Regions from separate parts of the Triticum aestivum genome. Here region 2 is linked to region 1. A link is a contact called in public Hi-C data. All regions are on one chromosome and are shown on one strand. The core of a region is the stretch at or near the end of the contact, and the rest is flanking DNA. Distances in the headings are between cores, read along the strand shown. Region 1 holds the start of LOC123045013. Region 2 holds the start of LOC123045016 (glycosyltransferase BC10-like).

Region 1 (6,422 bases), core at 3,618-6,117:
AGGCGTCAGGTCCTCTTCCTGGAGCCTCATACGATCCCCGCGCCCGTTGAAGGCCCACATTCGACGAGAGTGGCGCTGGAGAGGGGAGACCCGGCGTAGCAGGAATTCCTTCACCACCTTGGGCGCCGTCACATCAAGCGATCTCAAGCACTCGAAGCGACGCCAGACGAAGAAGAGCTGGGGGCTTGTGAGCATCTCCTGGCCCCAGCCTGAATTGGGGACAGCAGGCGTAGTCGGCTTCGACAGCAGGGGGCTGGGCATCCCCACGTCCACATACAGCCACCACTCGCGAAACCCAGGCGCGGGCGGAGGGAGACCAAAGTCAATCCCTGAGGCCGCCGTCTCGGGTGCAGCGATGAAGCTCACGCATCCCGAGCATTGGGCGGGGTCGACAAGGTGTAGAGCGAAGAAGTGGCGCAACAGGGCGACCGAAGGGATGATGCCTACCATAGCCTCGCAAACAAAGGCGAAGACCGCCAGAAGAGTAATGGAGTCAGGACCCAGATGCATCATATGGATCTGATAATGGGAGAGCACGGCGTTGAAGAAATCGGAAAAAGGGGGAATTACACAGGGCGTCGACGAAATAGGGGACCTCGGTGATTATCTTGTCGATGGAGAACCGAGACGCGGGCCAGGCCGTCGTCCTCCCGCATTCATTGAAGATGGTGACCAGGGCCAAACTAACCTTGCCCAAGCCCTCTCGATTGGCTATGATCGACCGGTCCACGGCGGGGGCCGCCGACGGCAGCGAGCAAGGCGAAGGCATGGGTCCCTTCCCTCTCCCCTTCTTCGTCGGAGGCATGGCGACGGAAGGGGGGAGGAAAGGTTCGAGATTGGCTTCGAAGCAGAAGCTGGAGTTCGAAAGGAGGAAGGACAGAGGGCGCACGAGCAACGGAAAGGGGAGTGGATGTGTACAACTGCAAGTCCGCCTAGCCTGGCACCAAATGAGGAGGCGTGGGGGAACAGTGCCACCCGCGTCCAATCAACTGCCACGCGGCGCCCAAGGCCGCAGGCTGTTAGGGCCCGCGACGCTTCACACTTGCCCTTTCGCCTCTCTGCTCGGCCAAGTCCGGGCGCGCCTTGGGCCCGGGGGCTACTGTCGGCGTTCTGGGAACGGGGGTCCCCAGACTTGCCTGCCTGCGGCCTGCGGCGTGGCTCAAAGGGGGCCCAGCACGGCCCATCTTCACCAACACAACCTCAAGACCCTCACAAGGGGCCAAGCCTCGCGGGGCGGATAACAAGGAGCTTCCTCAGGCACGGCCTCATCAGGCTGGTTCACGAGGAGGCGGAGAGTTCAAGGCGGGGTACCTCGCGAGGTGCCCATGACGCAAGCCATGACGACCAAGGGCGCCAGCCGGGCACCAGCCCGCGCAATGTCCTTCTTTCCTCTTTGGTGCAAGGGGAGCAAGCACAAGCGAGAGCATCAAGCAAAGGCATCCGTTTCGGTGCAACAAGACCAAGACCAGTCCAACGGCAGGATGGAGGTCACCGTGGAGCCCAAGCCGGCGTCACCACCAGAGCCTTTGACAGGCGAGGACCAACTTTAGTCAGGATAAGTGTACCAGATGTTCCCCTTCAAAATGGCCAATTGTTGGCGCCCTTCCCGCTCAATATTTGGGAAGAGGCCCAGGGCCTTTGCCTATAAATAGGACTAGCCACCATAGTATCTAGGCATCGAGAATCAACCCCTCAAAAGGGACAACACCACCGCAAGAACAGACCCTCGCGAGGTTGTTCTCCCTTGTACTGTTCATCATCAGCCCAAGAGGCAATCCACCACACCACACACTGGAGTAGGGTATTACACCACAATGGTGGCCTGAACCAGTATAAACCCCGTGTCTCTTGTGCTGTTCTTCTGGTAGTTTTAGTCCCAGCGATTCGGTAAGGAACAGGTAGGTAGAAGGCGAAACCTCCGCGCGCACCCCAGTGTTCGAACCTCAAGGGTCTGCCGAAACCCTAAATCCGACACCGTTGGATACGAAATCAAGGGCCTGCAGTTCATCTTCAACCTCCACCCCCCTGAGCCGTGAGCCACCACCGGCCAAACAGCAGCCCCCCATCGTCCCGCCCGCCTTGAAAACACTCCCCACCGTCGGCCCGCCGTCGCCCCGGTCATCCCTCTAGCCCCCCCTCGTGCCGAGCTTTTTCTCCGGCGATCCTCACGCCACCGCCCCACCACCACCGGCGACCACCGCCCCCACCGTGAACCTTAAGATAGATAGTGGGGTACCTCTCCGGCGAGCCCCCCTCCCCGCTGCGGCTGGTTCTTCCTTCACTCCGGCGAGCCACCCCCCTAAAAATGGACTGACCCAAAAGTCAATTCAGCTGACTGAAGTGTAGCTAAATTGGAGTAGCGTCGCAAGCAAGAGCAAGAGTGAGAGCAGCAGCAAGAGCAAGAGCAATAGCAAGAGCAGACCAGGTAGGGGAAGAGCAAGAGCAGAGCAGCAGCGCGAGCGAGAGCTAAAGCAGCAGCAGGTCCTACTGATGTGGACATCGCCGCTGAGGGAGCGATGTCGTGGAGGAAGTGGCCGGCACCGCCGCCGTGGATGGAGTCACGCCGTGTCGGCTCGGGACCGAGCGCCGGCAGTACCGTGAGATCGAATCAAGAAGAAAATGCGGCGATTAGTGTACAACCTCTTTGGTGGCGCCGATTAGGCCGCAACTTTATCCGAGGAAACGGTGATGATGATGCTCTTCCGGTGGTGCAGGTGAAGACGGCGGTGTGGTAATGGAGGTGGTGTGAAAGACGAGGGAAACGTTGGGACAACTCCTTGGAGGTGGAGGACGGGGTGGCTGAACCGGCGGGACGACGAGATCGATGATGGATCATCATCCGGTACGGTGGATGAGGGACGTCGAGGTGTTTCTGTGGACGACGTCGTCGGGGAAGAGGCTCCGGCTAGGTGGCGGACGGAGGAGGGTGTGGGGCTTCGTGGGTTTTCACGGCCTCGGTGTATGAATGGGTGGGCGGATGGGATGGGAGTGGGGAACCATGGCTTAGGGAAGCACTTGTCCGACATGTGGGGTAAGTTACGAAAGTACCCCACCAATTTGAGGTGTTTCTTTCGGTTCAGGGGTACCACGGGCATTTCGCGTGTCGGGATTTCATAGTAGGTGGGAGTTTTCGTGCGCGTTGTAATTTTGGAATAGCAAGGCGCGGGTTGAGATGGAGGGTGTTGTCGGAGCACAACGAGACAAAGATATATCTTAAATATTTCGGAATAACAAGGCGCGGGTTGTAGAGGCGGGAGTTTTGCAGCACGATAGACAGAGATGCTAGCTTGAAATTTCAGCATAACAAGGCGCGGCTTGAAATTTCGGGAGAACAAGCTTAACATGTACCAAAAAAATAATTTGCACCTCAACACGCACAACACACACACAAACATCATTTAGACTAGTAAGGTACACGTGCATTGCACGCATGAGATTTGGCAACCAAATTATGAATAAATACCACATTATAGCATGTAAGCTTTGAGTCATATATGCATGATGTAGATGTTCGTTTAATTCTTATAGTTCATTTCATTCAAAATCATCTAGTTTTTATAAGAAAGTTAATCTATTTTAAGATTCATGGAATTGTGCGTTGTAAGACATAAAGTAAAAACAAATAATGGCAAATCATGTAGAAAAACATTTGGGCAATTCTGATACGAAAGATTCTAGAACAAAGAAGAAGTGCCTGTGTTTTGAGGTTTGTGCATTATGCTTAAGTTCAACCATGGAGTTTTCTAGATTGTACATGTGGCGAAATCTGGTGGAATATAGATGATATCCAACGGCCAGTAGTGCTCAAATTTGCCATCTCTGCACCATCGGATTCGCCTCATCCAACAACCATCTTTCAAAGTAAAAGTTACCCGCACACAATATAAAAAATATAATATATATATATATATATATATATATATATATATATATATATATATATAGGTTTATGGATATAGATATGTGATGCGAAAGCCACCCATCATCTCCAATTAGAATAGTGTGTCCATGCACGGATGCAATGTGGCCAAATGATGTTTGCCATCGGTATCTCAAATTCAAATCAGTCTGACCTTGCTCAATGTGTATACATTACAACATGCTCGTTTCCAAACCACACCGCGCAGATCTCCGTTATATTCATGCATGCATGGGTTTCAAACATCATGATCTCTTATTCAAATATTTGAATTCAACTTTACATTGATTATGACCTCACCTAGTCTTTTACACCCACACAGTCGTCTTCTCTTTATAATTGTAGCACTAACTTTCTCTCGTGCATGCATGCACACACACTACCATTCGGCATTATCCATCGCACACATGCAATCTTTTTCTTCAGGTCGGTCTCCCATGAAGGCACACACCCACACACATCCCCCTCTCCATCATATCGGGCATTCTTTATCTCTCACGCGTGCATGCGCAACGATCGATGTTCCTGTATGTGTGTGTGTATATAGCTAGGTCTTTCATAGTTTTCCACACAAACCGATTAATTGATATATCCAGTGAGGTCTCACCCTCTTTCCCACATCCACATCGATCAATCCATAGAGAGGTCTCACCCTCTCTATATAGGACATATATAGCTAATACACCCACATTTAAAACAAAAAAGAGGCTAGCCAACTCACCTCCAGGAGGCTCCCCCAATTTCAGCCTTCGTTGGCCGTTGGATCGTGGTCAATCTGGTCTTTGACTTTGTTTGGGCCGTTAGATGCTCGTTGCTCTCGCCGGTGGTTTTGACCGCGTGGTAAGTTCTCATGCCCATCGACTGGTGGGCTCGTGTTCTGTTCCTGTTGGCTGGGTGAGCCATTTCGAGGTGCAGGTGCGCCCTCTCCCCGCACGCCGCGTGCGCGTCACGCCATTTGCGGGGCCGTGGGTGCAGTTGGCCCAATCCAATCGCCCGCACGCCGCAACCCTTCCTCCCTCCTCGATCTCTCTCCCTCAACCGCCACAAACCCTAGCCCCCTTTCCTACCATCCCGCGGTCGCTGCCCCTGCTCCATCCGACCTCCATCCTCTCCCTCCATCCTCTCCCATGTCGCCGCCCCTCTTCTCCCGCTCACCTTGGCCACCTCCTCTCCTCCGCCGTGTCATCGGCCCCCTCCCTCCTCTCAGTTCCGTGCCAGCCGTCGCCCAAACCCTAGCCCCATTCCCCTTGATCCCCACAGTTACTGCATCCACAACCACCCGCTCAGCGAGGCCGAAGACCGGGCAACGGACGCCTGACGGGGTGGAGGAGAGGCCAGCGATAGGGAAAAGCAGCATCTTCATGGATGAGATCCTGACGGCTGAAGATGGTGCGCATGGGAGGAGCTTGGAAGATGTCAAGGTGAGCTTGGCCGCCACCTCTCCTCTCAACTCCTCGTTTCCTCCCAATTCTTCGATCTGGAGTTGGCGGTCACCGGCGCCGCGGGGTGATAGAGGCCGTCACCTTTGCTCACCTCCTCTCATGTTCTAGTGGTGGCGCCGCTGGGGATGAGGGGAGCAGCAGCCGCAGCAGGCGGTGATGCTAGTGAAGCGGTGGTCCATGGTGCCTTCGTCGTTGTCGTCCTCGGCAGAAGGTGAGGCCACGATGGATCTCAACATTCTTTGTGATATTCGTCATCCATGGAAGATGCAGAAGAAAAACTCATGCAGGTTCCCCTATTGTTTCCCTTGGTTCTTTAATCTAATTTGGATATCTTGTTTTATTTTTTTCTAAACAAGATGTGTGCAGATCGAACGAAGAAGAGAAGAGGAAGGATCTTGAGGAAGAGGAAAAAAAACAAGGTGAGCTCTATCTCTAATCTGCCTAGATAGTTTTCATTTCCAAGTTATACTGTCTGATAGTGAATGTTCTTTCTGTTTTTTATTGGTTTCTTGGTTATTTACTACTCTCACTTCAGGATGCTTGTTCATTCTTCTTACCTGCATTTCTCCCTCACTCCAATCAGGCAATGGGACTATTGACTGGGTACAAGAGCTTCTTCAGAAAACCCACGCTGCTTTTCTAAATCGCAATTTTTTTCAAGGTAAAACCAGCCAAGCTGGAGACTACGACAACCCTTTTTGCAATATATAGTTGAGAGAATTCGGCCCTGCTACTATAGCTGGAGACTGTTACTATTGTCAATTAAATTATAGTTGAGAGGTTCTCTGTATAACATGGTAAAGTTGCTGGTACGATTTTGGAGGCAATACCCATCTCATTTTGTTTCTTGGTATAATTGACTACCTAGGCATAAAAATGGGATCTGCACACGTCTTATTTAGATCCCTGGGTTCTCAGCCATGTTGACTTCTGAATAATTATTCGTTGATGTTTTCTTATGTTCTTAGGAAAAAGGGTTTCCCGCCGCTTTATATTATAAAGCAACGATTTTCTTATGTTCTTTTGTTAGCACATGTGCATTAGTTAGGTATGCATGTATG
Region 2 (6,509 bases), core at 3,789-6,288, 360 kb before region 1:
CCTCATGTGCATCCCAGTTGCCGCCACGCCGCCACGTGCTTGTACCTGTCAATGCCATGTGTCATTGCAGATTAGACAAAGGGCCCATGATCGACATAGTGGAGAAGAAGATACCTGGGTCGCCGACGCTGCGGTCCTCGACCAAATCCCTCTGCCCTGCCGTGCGAAAGAGACAAGAGATGGAGAGTACGTCATGCTGGGAGCTTGAAGAACCATCCGATCGTCACACAACGTCACTTTTTTGACCATCTGATCGTCACGCATCAGATTCTGAACATTTTTTTTATCAAACCATAATGAGCAGCATTCTGAATTAATCCACAGAACAGATAGAAGCACAATAGAGAGAGGTGTTGTTGCAGACCATACCTTGGACTTTCTGGTTGTATGCCTTCTTGTCGCGCGTCATCAGCGAAGCCGCCTCCCCGTTCAAGGGGTCCGAGAGGTTGGGGTACAAGAACCTGAGGCAAAAACACCTTAAAGATGTTCAGAAGGTCTACAGCAGCATAACAACAAAATTTTGATGCTCTAGTAAGCACAACCATGAAAATCCTCTGAGTTCTTTCAGCACAACCGTTTGTAATATACAATCTAGACATAGGTTTGATGTTATTTGAAAATAAAAAATATGGTTAGAAAATACAAATGGGAGTAGTACTAATTCTTGAGACCAAAGATGTCTTTTCTATTAACATTTATTTTAATAGATAAGAGATCAAATATTTTAAGGGAATACTACTCCAAGAAAAGATCGTGTAACTCCAGAGACGAACTGCCTACAACATCAACTAACAAGTATTCCAGAATTGATCCATGGTTAACTTGAACATATCAGATTAACTTTGACTTGGTGGATCGATATGCAGAGATGTAGAAGGTCCTGCATTGGAAAAGCCATATGGGGCTACGGCATACGTCGCCCTGAACCTTGACTTAACAGTGCAGCGTGTTCTACACATGATGGACACGATGGTTCAGTAGAAAGTCCAAACCTTGAGGAGCTGCAGGTCCATGGCGTCCCAGATCCATGAAGAAGCCCTTGACGGCAGTGACCGTGGTGGATGGGGATATCCCACGGTGTGCTCCATCTGCATCTGCTGCAGCAGAGGATATGAAGGTACTGCAGGAAATATATAGATTATCGCCCTCAATCATGTGTAATAAATTTGTACATTCTCTCTGTATTAGTTTGTTATTTCTAGCATCAATTCAAAAAATTAGGTGGCAGCAGCGCCTCAACAAGAATCAATATAAGTGACAGAATGACATACACAGCAGCATGCCAATCATGGCTCACAAGATTCACAGATAGGCATACGAAGAAGGAAAAAGAAAAGCATGTGTACGAAACCTGCATCAGTGCATCATTCTGAACAGACACAAAGTAGAAGAACGCCGAGGCAGAGTCAGAATCCTGTCAGGAAAGAGGCAGGTACAAAATCAAGAAGGCATGCGCGCATACCGGCACCTCCAATAAGGAATCCGTGCAGCCACCACTCCATCCGCTCTAGCAACCAGCTCGGGTCAACACGGCCACGCAACTGCCGCTTCATCCCCTCTCGCAACATCCTTCTCTCGGCTGGACCACCCTCCTTGGCTCCTTGCATTGTTGGACTGTGACCCCGACCTGAGCTAGCTGCTACCCGATGGTCTCCTCGGCCTCGAAGCAGCAGTGGTCGTGGACTTGGGGAAAAGGAGGGATGGCCGCTGGGGAGCTGGAGTCTCGAGGGAGAGGGAGGCGCACCTGTGGTGGTCGTCGGCCCCTCGCTGCTCCGCCGCGCGCGCGGGCACCTGCACCTCCGCGTGCGCGCCCCCGCGGCGCTGCGTCACCGCCTGCTCCGCCCGGTGCCGCGCTGCTCCCGCGGTCCCGCCTCGCTGTGCCGCCTGGGCGCCCCCGCTCCGGCTGCGGGCTCCCCAGCCTCGCGCCGGCCTCCGCGCGGCTCTCGTGCCTCGACCGGCTCCCACCCCACGCAGGCCGGCTTCTGCCGCTTCCTGGCCGCCGGCTCCCGCCGCCCGGCTTGCCGGTTTCCCCGCAGCCCGTCCTGCCGGCTTCGCCCGCGCCGGCTTCCCCCGCAAACCCGGCCAGCTCCGCTCCTCCGCAACTGCAGGCGGCGGCTCCTCTCGTTCCCCGGTGGCGGCGGCGGCTCCTCTCGGGGCTGGGGCGTCGTTTGGGAGATGAACCAGATCGAGATCTGACGAGCCTGGGAGGATGAAGATAAAAACCAGAAGAAAGTGGTAAGAGGATGACGAAAATAAAACGGAGGTGGGAGAATGACAGGAAAAACCAGCGAAAAAAACCGCGTAGACTATTCATCAAGTCGTCGTAGAGATTTTTTTAATGAGACTCACTAATGGTAGCTTGCATTGGGAAGAAAAAATAAATGTTATCCATTAAAAGTAGAGATTTTTTTAATGAGACCCACTAATGATAGCTTGCATTGGAAAGAAAAAATAAATGTAGGTGCCTCAAATTACTTTTTGTCATGGGGCAAATTACTTTTTGTCATGGAGCATATGTATTCATATGCCACCATTGTACATGCCCTTAGTCTGCGTTTATGTTGAGCTTGCTGGAGGGTGTTTTGCGTTATTTGGTTGTCCAAAAATATGTCCGCACCATTGGCTTAGCTTTTATGTTTTGCTTTTGCTGAACTGCTCCACTAAGTGAGCTGTTTGTAAGACTTTCTCCGTCGTTTCATTCTGGCAATGGAACCGGGGAGGTAGCTCCCTGTTCTTATAAGAAAACAATGAGAGTCACGGTGCTAGTGCTACGAAAACTTGAATGCAGAATGATTATTTTATTCCTTGGTTATGTACACAAGCTGAAATAAACCGGTACAAAGTTCCTTTTCAGTTTCAGCTGAACAGAACACCGCCACAATCCATCCTTTTACGCATTTCAACAGAACAGCAGCCTTAGGCAGCCGCACGAGGTAGGAAAAATACAGTGGATGGATGGACTGACCATCAGATGCAACACCTGCCGCTTTGCATTAGGTTGTTGCCACTTAAGTCTACATAGAAGTACCAGGAGGAGAAGAACGGTGGAGGGCACAGAGGCAAAGCACCAGTCTGAACCGTGTGAAGATTCAACGGAGAATAACGACACTGCTTTCGTCTTCTCGCACGCGCAACTCTCAACGGATAGACCTGCAAAAGCAAATGAGGTTTCTTAGCCAGGAGTAGTTCGATTTCGCCAATAGAACTGAACTATACAGCGAGCCAACTACTCTATCTGAAGGGAAAACTAGTCAAAAGGCAAGACAATGCGTAGCAGTACACTGCGTTACAGTCGTTGAATACGGCACTCAGGGGGTCTCAGCATATCGCTGTTGACTATTGAGTTCTGACACGTACACGCATGATCTCATCCATCAAGAGAGCACAAGACTAATCGAGTTGTCGATTTCGTCTCGAATTAAACGAAGCAACATGCTTACATATGGAAACTAAAGTAGATAGGAGATTTTTCCCAGAAGAAGTACTCAGTGTTCTTCAGTCATGTTGCAGCATCTTAAATGAATTTGGGGAGTGAAATGACATTTGCAATATGTTTCGATCATCTACGGGCTGCAAATTATTTTGTGATTGAAATACACGCATGGCTCACGAGCATAACCAATCAGTAGTGTCTAGAACCTTGAAACGTTACAGAAATCAGGCGTCAGAACGTACCTCCTACGTGTATCTATGATGCAGAGCACCGCATCGATCAATCTTTGAAGATGACGGTGTCGGCGATGGCCATGAGCGGGCCAAGGCAGTCGGGCGCGAACTTGCGCGCGAACATGTGCTCATAGGTGGAGCTGTTGGACTGGCGTAGCTCGGCGATGAGCCGCGGCGACACCTCTGGCGCGGAATACGTGTGCGGGTGGCCCTCGAAGCTGTCGGTCCAGTTGACGCGCGTGAGCGTGTACCGGGTGCAGCCGGCGGGGTCGGCCATGTCGAGAAGCGTCGGGAAATAGTGCTCCTCCGGGTAGCACGAGCCCTGCGACTCCGGCAGGCACGGCTCCCTAAACTTTCGCCAGAGACGGCGCTCGCGGACGACTAGCACGGCGTGGCGGCGGGCCAGCGTGAAGAACTGGGAGCCGATGCGGAACCGGTCGAAGGGCACCTCCGGGAGCATGGCGTCGTCACCGCGCGCCACGTAGCGCGCGGGCATCTGGGGCTCGCCGGTGAGCACCTCGATATAGCTCGGGAGGCGGTGGTGGTGCGCGGCCTTGGGCGGGAAGAGCGCCTCGTAGAGCCGCGGGAAGGAGTGGAGCGGGACGCAGTGCTGCGAGAGCAGCGCGAAGTAGGCGTTGGCCGGGTCGTCGAGTAGCGCGGCGACAAGCAGCCGCCGCGCCGCAGCGATGAGGCTCGGGTCCCCGCGCCGCGTCGGCTTGGCCGCGACGAAGCGGCCCCGGAAGGAAGGCGTAGGGGGGAGCCGCAGCCGCACCGCCGGGTCTGCGTGCACGTAGACGTTGAACTGGTCAGCGTGCCCCGCGAAGAAGCGCTCCCAAAGCGGCGCGAAGGTGAGGTCGGAGTTGGTCAGGAACATGAACGCCACCTTGGACGCCACCGCCGCGCCCTCGCCGGCGTCGAGCGTCACGCGCCGGTATAGCGCGAGGTCCTCCGGTCCCTCCTCAACTCCCGCCCCTCCGCCGCTGATCCCCGCAGCAGCACCAGCGGCGGCCGGCGGCGCCTCCTCGTCCCCAACCACCACGGCCAGCGGCAGCGGCGGCGACGCCGTGCGAGGGGCCAGGACGAGCAGCGCCGTGAGCGAGGCGAAGAGCAGGAGGGACAGCACCATCGGCGACGACGCCGTCATGGCGATTAATTCCGGCCACTAATCCCGCACGAAATCGAGGGGAAATCACAATCGACGGACCGAATCGGGGGTCAGAACCTCATCCCGGCGATCAGAATCGAGGGTTTCTATAGGGAATGCTACGCTAGGAAGGAAGGAAGGAAGGCAAGCGAGGGAGGGAAGTGGAATGGAGTGGCGCTAGTCCCGTCTCGCGTCCGCCTCTCCTATCGCTTTCTCCTTCTCTTTGTCTTTGTTTCACTCTCAGCTCGGCGGACACCGACGTGGCAGCAATATCAAGTTTTTTTTAGGGAGGCAAGGCAGGAATGAATATCAAGTGCGCCACGGGATTTTCTTTGCTTCGGTCCGTGACATGCAGGCCCGTGGTTTGGTGGGGTCTCTGTGGCAGTGGGTGTGGAGTACTATTTTTCTTTTGGAGGGCAAGGCAGGGCGAGGAAGGCGGATGGATGGCTGTCGGGCCGAGTTTGAGGGTAAGGATGAATACGGGCCGTCGGATGCGATTTGCCAAGATATTGTGTCCTAGTGCGGTTTCTTTGTTAATCGGGCGGTGTGTTAGTGGGGAATCGGATCCGAACCAGTTGCCTAAGGATGCGTTTGGTTGAATGTGTCGTATGAATGGGTTGGGACCATTCAATTTTTTTGGGATTGAACCATTCAATTCATGTGTTTGGCTGAATATAAGTGGTGAGCTAATTATTTAGGACGGGACCACCAGTCATGCTCACATAGTCATGCATGCAAAGGGCGGCCATTTGATTCGACCGATTTGGTTGGGTGGAACGGTTCAGCATCTTCATGGCATATTCTCTTTTTTTGGCTCGAACCATTCATGTGCTTTATAACCAAACATGTCTATTTTCTGAACGATCCCAACCCATTCATTACCGCCCTTGCAACCAAACGCACCCTAATTTGGGCCCCGTCAGTTTCGCTTTTCTTCAGGCAAGTACAGTATTGATATACCACTTTCTCACGGAGAATTTTGCCAGCAACCGAGGAATTCAATGTTGAGATCAGCAGGGTAGGTAAGCTCACTGCGAACTGGCTCGCCGAATGCACGGCAGGGCAGAGGAGACGCGCATGTGTCTATCGGTATGGTATCCGTAGCCAGCAGCGGCAGCGCATCGATCGGCATCCTCTGCACGCCCGCGTGTCCCATGCATGCCTTGCCTTGGCATCAAGCTGGAGTCTGCTCGAAACTCGACCATATCACACGTGTGGAGCATGCAGAGACCAAGGTTCGTGTCCGCCTGCCAACCATGCTGTGCTAAAAAACCATATATGCATCATCAGATGCTGTGTCACTCTTCTCCACCACCCAGTGCACAAGTGTATCAGTCCGTATCCGTCCCATGACGATGAAGAGGGCGCATTCATTTTTATGGTCACCCATAGTTCAATGCTTTGACCTACATGGTTTGAGTCGCTTGCTGACCTTTTTTTAGCTGCTTGCTGACCTTTTAAAATGAAGACTCCACATGCTCTGGGTAGCCGGTAACGTGTTTTTTCAATCAGAATGACTAATTCACATCTAGATGTTTTTTAAAAATGTCACATCTAAGTAGTTCATCACATAATAAGGGGCTTCAAGATTTGTACAAAATATATTTTTAATTGCTTTTTGCTGATGCTGTGTGATGTCATGCTTAGATGTGACATAGTTATGTCATATCTAGATGAGTCCTAGCTACACCTTTTTTAA

The links. A called contact is a pair of places that touch in the nucleus more often than the background predicts.
Region 2: a contact with region 1 is called in a Hi-C map of leaf, with 6 times the contacts expected there. The contact joins the promoter of LOC123045016 here to the promoter of LOC123045013 in region 1. A contact is called at or near these places in 3 of 5 Hi-C or Micro-C datasets (all in leaf).

Annotation. Positions count from the first base shown.
Region 1 is chr2B:377,797,670-377,804,091 of IWGSC CS RefSeq v2.1, reverse strand. LOC123045013 reads left to right here and starts at 4,867. Exons shown (of 9, transcript XR_006420944.1): 1 at 4,867-5,340; 2 at 5,470-5,648; 3 at 5,728-5,780; 4 at 5,945-6,022.
Region 2 is chr2B:378,161,953-378,168,461 of IWGSC CS RefSeq v2.1, reverse strand. It overlaps LOC123045016 (glycosyltransferase BC10-like), which reads right to left and starts at 5,038. Exons shown (of 2, transcript XM_044467924.1): 1 at 3,676-5,038; 2 at 2,779-3,150. The coding sequence starts at 4,810. The coding sequence ends at 3,713. It overlaps LOC123039225, which reads right to left and starts at 3,325. Exons shown (of 9, transcript XM_044462478.1): 1 at 3,304-3,325; 2 at 3,069-3,150; 3 at 1,745-2,201; 4 at 993-1,120; 5 at 370-461; 6 at 115-156; 7 at 1-45. The coding sequence starts at 3,325.